2 separate regions of the Anas platyrhynchos genome follow, and region 1 is linked to region 2. The links are chromatin contacts, called in public Hi-C maps. All regions are on one chromosome and are shown on one strand. The core of a region is the stretch at or near the end of the contact, and the rest is flanking DNA. Distances in the headings are between cores, read along the strand shown. Region 1 overlaps C1H12orf75 (chromosome 1 C12orf75 homolog). Region 2 holds the start of POLR3B (RNA polymerase III subunit B).

The links. Hi-C and Micro-C count contacts between places; a contact is called where the count stands out from the background.
Region 1: a Hi-C map of subcutaneous adipose tissue shows a contact between it and region 2, with 4 times the contacts expected there. The contact joins the enhancer-like site here to the promoter of POLR3B in region 2. A contact is called at or near these places in 2 of 8 Hi-C or Micro-C datasets (skeletal muscle and subcutaneous adipose tissue).

What each region holds. Positions count from the first base shown.
Region 1 is chr1:57,453,107-57,456,741 of IASCAAS_PekinDuck_T2T, forward strand. The region is part of intron 5 of C1H12orf75 (chromosome 1 C12orf75 homolog); the gene reads right to left. It overlaps LOC119713296 (a long non-coding RNA gene), which reads left to right. Exons shown (of 2, transcript XR_005260393.2): 1 at 1-1,515; 2 at 2,125-2,641. Among named protein-coding and RNA genes, the nearest start is that of C1H12orf75, 30 kb to the right of the region's middle. Within about 2 kb of position 2,260, at least 3 of the 8 cell types and tissues checked have an H3K27ac peak or open chromatin away from gene starts, as enhancers often do. A contact at or near this core is called in subcutaneous adipose tissue, where this site is marked.
Region 2 is chr1:57,153,548-57,157,049 of IASCAAS_PekinDuck_T2T, forward strand. POLR3B (RNA polymerase III subunit B) reads right to left here and starts at 1,467. Exons shown (of 28, transcript XM_027449743.3): 1 at 1,148-1,467; 2 at 903-935. The coding sequence starts at 1,219.

The sequences.
Region 1 (3,635 bases), core at 1,010-3,509, 300 kb after region 2:
ACTTTTCAGCAAACAATAAATCATTTTTTTCTGCTGGTCTTGGCCTTTAATAAAGGTTACCACATTCCACCTACTCTTCTTCAGAAAAAGGTCTTGTTTATTCATCTGCTGGGTAATATTGTCATCCTGCACAGGTATGTGCACTCAAAGGTATTTAAACATCCTCCAACACATCTCTGGGCAACACAGCTACCATCTGTTATTCTCTCTTTCTCGGGCCAGCACAGTAAATGATAAATGAATCTGTATATTCCTCTTCCAGGTTTGTTTTGTTGTGCTTCTGGGTTTCTTGATGCATTGAAAATGCACTTTAGGCCAAGTCCTGCACAGCATGAAAAGTGATGGAATGATGTGAATAACTGCAGTTCTTTAAAGTGCCCTAGGATGTGTAGCACTTTGCATGCATAAGTCACTCCTAAGAGCAACCAGAATAAAACCTGTGACTGGCAGTGCAGGATTCTGAAATGTAACTGAAGTGGTCGGGAAGGCTTTGCAGTGACACAGCTCTTCATGCACTGAAATGCATGCGCTGAAGCTCCATAAGCCTGGTCATCCATTCCCTTTGATAGTTTTAAAATAGACCAAGACAAATGAAAGGTTTAATCTGTGCTGATGCAGAAAGAATCATTTTCTGGAATTCTTTGCTATTGCTGTGGAAGTATCACCCCAAGTATTTATGTTCATTCTTTTTCTGTTTCAGAGTGTGGAATTCTCCTGCTGGCATATTTATTTTTCCTAATACCACTAAATACATACTGAAAACTGACTGAAATAGCCTGGCTTCTTTAAGAGATTAGATGTCAGAGGTGATGGGAAGCATTTGAAGGAGGAACAACCCTTCAGATACCAAGGAGAGCTGAGTGGGTCAAGGAATCATGGCTGTCATTTTCCTGCTTCAAGATGCCACTTCAAATCTAGCCCAAATGAAGAATGAGCCTTAAGTACCTGCCCACGAGAAATGAACCAGCAACATGTGTTAGTTAATTATGGAGACATGTAAATAGCACAAAGCACATGATGCTTTACAATGAGTTTGTAACCTTTTAATCTTCCAGCAGGCAAAAATGGGTCTGCAGCACAGACACAATGGTCACAAGTTTTCTGGGTGCTCTGCTACCTTGCTGCTGTCCTGCTAATTGAACCCGCTTGTTCTGACATGCCAGTATGTTTCCTAATAAAGTGTTACTATAAGGTGAGACAGAACAATGAAAATGGTAGTTCCCATCCAAAACACTATAGCCCGACTCATCACTTGTTGTATCCTATGACTGCAAAGCCCCCCAAAAAAGGAAGGCAGCACTTTGGAATAGGACTCATTTCTAAATAGTGCTTGGATCCACGCACAACAGAAGGACAACGGCCTTATTTTTATCCCTTTCCCATCGTCAGAAGGCTCATATTTCAGCAAGTATAATTAGTGCAGAGATTTCAGAGCTGAAAAAGCCAGGGAAATGTCAGCACAGAAGGCCCCACAAGCTAAAGGGGAGACACCATGCAAACATCAACTGGACAAAGGTAGGAAAAAAACAGCACCCCACCAGTGAGATATGCAGGGCTGCTACACAGGACAGGGCACAAGCCAGGTGTCAAGGACTGCCCTACACAGGTGGGCACTCATCAAGGGTTGCAGCCTCACAGGGCTGGGTATGGAGACCAAGGCAGGTAATGGGCTGCTTTGATAGCACAGCAAGGGACAAGCCAGTACCAGGAGCCAACCCGGACCAGACATGCCAGGGCCACAGTACAGCACTGAGAAGGTCCATCCTGTAGCCTAGAGACAGGGCTAGAGGCAAACCCACCAACAACCCAGCTCAAGGACAAGCCACAAACCTGGGGCATGCTGAAATAGGCCCATGGAGTGGGTGAGGTTTCAGATTAAACCAGTCAGGGCTGTTAAGGCCCACTAGGGCCTTCAGGGTATCCCTCATGTCTTTTTTGCTTCTTTTTTTGTTATTGCTAGTGACTGTGGTGTATAACTGGGCCCTGGTACAGGTCTGAGCAATGGGCTATGCAACAGTAATGCAGTTTCACAGCCCTCCAGGCTGACCACCCTCTGAAGTAGAGGGGCTGCTTCAAAGGGACCCATCCTGCACTAGGAGACAGCTCTTGCTTTTCTCTCTGCAGAAAAATGGCATCTCTCCCTGACATTTCAACCCCTGGAGGAGAGGGAAACGTGGACTGTAAAGGAAACATTGACTGTACACTGAACATACTTCACCGTCCCCTTGGGAATAGTAACTTTGCCAGTTCACAGCATGTGGGATCAGCAGCTGGCTACAATCAGGTCCAGCTCAGACTCATCCCCAACTAACCACATGGTCTCAAATACTTTTGTTAGCCAGACTTTTAAGTAACACTCCTTTTTGTTAAGATACCTCCGTTCAGGGCCTTAATTAGAAGCAACAGATCGTGTTGATTTCAATGGCCCAGACCTCAGCTGAGCTCAATTACACTTGCAGGTGACCTGCACCTCTGATGGTCAGGCCTAAGTGCCTCATATTAGACGTTGAAATTAGTACACTGCACTGCTTGCAGAACTAGTAGTTTTAAATCTTATGATGAAAAGTGTATGTTGTAATGAATTCTAATTTTCTCATGTTATGGGTGAGCCTTGAATAAATATACATATATATATATATGACCTTCACAAATCAGTTAACTTTGTTAATTTTACATTTCACCTCCCTTGCACACAGACTCAAAGTTTTCCATTTTAACTACAGATTTTTTATCACATTAAATACTCTCTCTCATTTTTTTTTTTTTTTTTTATTTTTTTTTTTCTCCTGAATTTTACCATTCCTTAGCTGCAAGGAGAAGATCGAGGCTCTATATGATCACTTTTCCTCTGTGAGCAACCCCATTGCCCCCTGTCCAAGCAGAACCAGAGATCTGCAGGAGCTGTGTCCAGCAGCAGGAAAGCGAACCCACCACTGCTGGAGCAAGTCTGCTCTCTGCTGGGGAATCCTACATAGGTGCATGCTGATGCCTTTCTAAGTGAGGGTTTTTTGCAGCATGAAGCTTCACTTGCCCATGTCTGGTTCCCTTTGCCCATCCAGAAAGCTGCTCTACCACTTTAATCAGTCAAGCCATCAGCCTGTAAATCCTCTGCTCCATATACCTGAAATGTGTCCACTGTAGAAACAGTCCAGGATTTTCCTGGCAATAGTAGATGTCAAAGGAAGAAGTTTCAAATATCCTGAGGTGACTGTTGCTGAATTCATTTTTTCCATAATGTCTGTCCCACATCCCTTCCCTGGCACCTGTACCTAAAATCCTACTGCAAATCTATAGTCCCCTTTTACAAACTCAGATGGCCACGGTATGCCCATGATTTTCCCATTTTCACTCACAGACCATGAACTCAGCCATGTATTTTGAACCTCCTGATGCTCTCCCGTGTTTCTTTGCTGTGTTTCTCTGTCCATGTGCTCTCTGCATCCTCACATGATGCTTTTCCCTCACACCACAATACCTTTCCTACTGGGGCTTCTCTGGAGAGGAGATAACAACCTTTGTCTCTCCGACGTTCACTTTGTGCCACCTGCTGGCCCCAAGTCTTCGGTCTTCAGAGAACACCACAAGATCATTCCCTTCAACGTACCTCAGGAAAGGAAAAAAAGAAACCTTTCCAG
Region 2 (3,502 bases), core at 217-2,716:
CAGAAAGAAATAGAAAACTTGGAATGACAAATTCATTCGCTCAGTGAAGTCTCCATGAGTTAAGACAAAGGAGGAATGACTCTTTATATAATAGTTTTGCTAACTTACAGAAACATTGCACATAATACATGGGCAAAAAGAAACTATGTACCAGTGGACGTTAAGGAAGTTAACAAATTTTGTCCTTGTGGAAGCGTGTACAATTTGCAGAGTGATGAGAGGGGTGCTGAGGTGGCTGCTGTTTCACAGAGGCACCCAGGCACATCAGACTTCACCTGCCACCTTCACAATACAGTATTTCCTACTGTATTTCCCTCTTCACTTCCAAGAGTTTATGAGTCCTGTAACTACATCCAATTGCATTTTTAAAGAGCACTGTGCCTTCACCTAATATCAGGTTAGGAGAGCAGCACTGACGTTAAGCTAATACTAATCTTTGAGCTCAAACAAGCTCTGATGTTGGTTGCAAACCAGTGTTAGTACTGAGCTTACAGAAAGACCACAAATGGGACCTCTGCATACAGTGAAACAGCAAAATGTCTAGAAGCACCATGCCATACACAGCATTTATTCTGAATGGCCACACAAAACCAGTGACCTCTAAAAGGATGCCTCCACAAACTCATTTTAGTGATAGGGTTTAGTGTTAAGTCAGAGGTTGGGCTAGGTGATTTTGGGGTCTCCTCCAAACTAGATGATTTTGTGACTCTGTAATACTTAAAACCCTCAGGAAATCAATCTGTGTAACCGGTTTACCCGCAATTTGATGGAAGCAGAAGCTGAAAAAAAAAACTAAAATTGCAAATTCTACGCAGCAGACAGGCAGTCTGTGAAATCTGAGGCCGTGAGAGGGGGCTACAGAGCCGGGCCCGGATGCCTTGAGGTGGGCGTGGAGCACTAACCTTTAGAAACGCTGGAAGAAGTCTCCATTTTTCCTGAAACCAAGAAAAACACACAGTTTAAAGCAGCTTTCCATAGAGGGGCCGCACCCGTTAAGAAGATTTTTTAGCATGGCGGGTTGGGTTGCTTTTAGCAGCGGCGTTATTTAAAGCCAGATCCCTTTGGAAACCGCCCCCGGCTCAACCCAGAGGTGTAAAACCAACCCGGGGGGTCTGGTTTTACGAGCCCCTGCTCGTCCCCCGCTCACCTCCACCGTGTTCACCGGGGCCGCCGCCCGCTCCGCGCTGAGGGCGCCCAGCTCGGCGGCCAGCGCCTCCATGCCGGCGGCAGGGACCGGCGGTGCCTCAGCCAAAGGCGTCCTCCTGCCGCGGCGGGCGGCCGCAGGGTTCCGCCGTTCCCTCAGCCCTCACAGCCTTCCAAACTCCGTCAGGCGTTTGGTTTCTTAAGTTTTTGCCCCCCCGTGGTTTTAATTCTGTGTAAAATCCGTCGTTGTCAGTCAGGGGAAATTGGTGTTTCGTCAGCACAAGCTTCCCAGCGCGAAGCTTACTCTGACGCGCTCCTTCCTACCGCACAAGCGGCAAATAAACCTGGTTGTACAGATCTGCAAATCCCACACTGCGGCCTCGTCGGGGATTGCTCTTCAGCATAACTCTGTCTTGGTGCTATTGTAGATTAGGGGATTAGGAATCAGGCATTGCAAAAAGCTCCAAAAAGGAACCGTTTCAGAACTCCAGTTGTGGCAGAGTGGCTGTTGCTATTTTAGGCATAATTAATGTATCCAAGAAACTTCAGGCTTTCAGCATGTCCCCAGCCCGTTGTATCTGTGCATGTGCAGTACCTCTAGCACTTCACAACCTGCTGAAACACAGAGGTACTCTGAATAACACGAGCAGCGGCTGAGGGAGCTGGGGTTGTGCAGCCTGGAGAAGAGGAGGCTCAGGGGCGACCTTATTGCTCTTTACAGATACCTTAAAGGAGGCTGTAGCGAGGGGGGGGTTGGTCTGTTCTTGCAGGTGCCTGGTGACAGGATGAGGGGGAATGGGCTTAAGTTGTGCCAGGGGAGGTTTAGGTTGGATATTAGGAAGAAGTTCTTTACCAAAAGGGCTATTAGGCATTGGAATAGGCTGCCCAGGGAAGTGGTGGAGTCACCATCCCTGGAAGTCTTTAAAAGACGTTTAGATGTAGAGCTTAGGGATATGGTTTAGTGGAGGACTTGTTAGTGTTAGGTTAGAGGTTGGACTACATGATCTTGGAGGTCTCTTCCAACCTAGATGATTCTGTGATAACTCAATGATGCAGGCTGTTCTGACATCTGAAATTTGGGGATGGAAATAACCCCAATTTGCCTTCAAGATGATTTTTCCTCCCTCTCAACTTACAAACCCATCAAGCTTCTGTACAAAGCTATGTGACAGCAGGCAGCTGAAGCAGAATCTTGGTTTTTTTTTGTTTTTTTTTTTTTTTTGTTTGTTTGTTTGTTTGTTTGTTTTGTGATTAAAAAATATTTAATGATTATTACAAAAATAAATGCTTGGACTCTGTTTTCTGTTCCCTATGAACCTTAATTTTTTGGGTGACATGGGAGAAGGAAAGAACAGGAATGGAATTGTTGCAAAACTGTGGGGAAAGCTCCCCCAAACATGTGTGTATGTAAGGGTGCCTGTCCCTTCTAAAATTTTGTTTTACTGTCTCTAGAGAAAATCAAGAAGGAATGTGTTGGGGCATGAAGAGAGTTAGGGAAGTGACTTCCATCTGTGGCTTTCATTTGGTCATATTTACACATTAGATTCCCTTGTCTGTCCTTGATAGTTGTATTGTCAACCCTGGGTTGGCCTGTATACCTTGCTCTGATGTGAGGCATCCTGGGGATGTTCTCAGAGGCGATGGATGCTCTCCTGCAGTGCCATCTTCTCTCCCACTCCCCCATGCAGAAAACACCAGGAGGTATGTTGTAGCTGAACGTTGCTGCTGCCAGCAATAAAATCTTTCTTGACTTGCCGTTTTGTAGTTTCTAACAATCAAAGTAGGGTCTGATTGACATTTGATAGTAAGGTGCAGAGAGCTGCTATGCTGTGCATTGCTTGAAAGGCAACGTTAATGTGCTTGGCACAATTGTGGTATGTGTAGATACAGACAGCTTCTGCTCCTTTCAGACCTGAAAATCTGAATGCAGTCATGAAATGACAAGGTATGTTCATCTTCATATCTACTTTTTGACAAAAACGTTTCAAGTACAACAATCTTTCCTTAATAATTAGTTTTCCCTTTAATTAAATTATCCTTATCTGAACCCATGAGTTGTTCTTTCCTTTACTTCTTCCCCTCCTCAGAAGAGAAGAGGAAGTGAGGGAGTGATCATGGTGGTGTTCAGCTGTCTAGCACAGTAAAACCACCACACTGATAAAACCTCTTCATTTATTTTTCAAAAACAAAGTAATTTATATTTCCACCTTCCCAGGTGAGAAGTTGTTCCTCAGCTTCTTGTTGTGTCCTTATCAATGGGACAACGCAAAAAGCAAAGTAACTTTCCAAGACTCATTTTGGAGAATTAGCAAGCAGGTATTCTTTATTGACAGCGCCGGGTATGTGGGGGATAATGCCA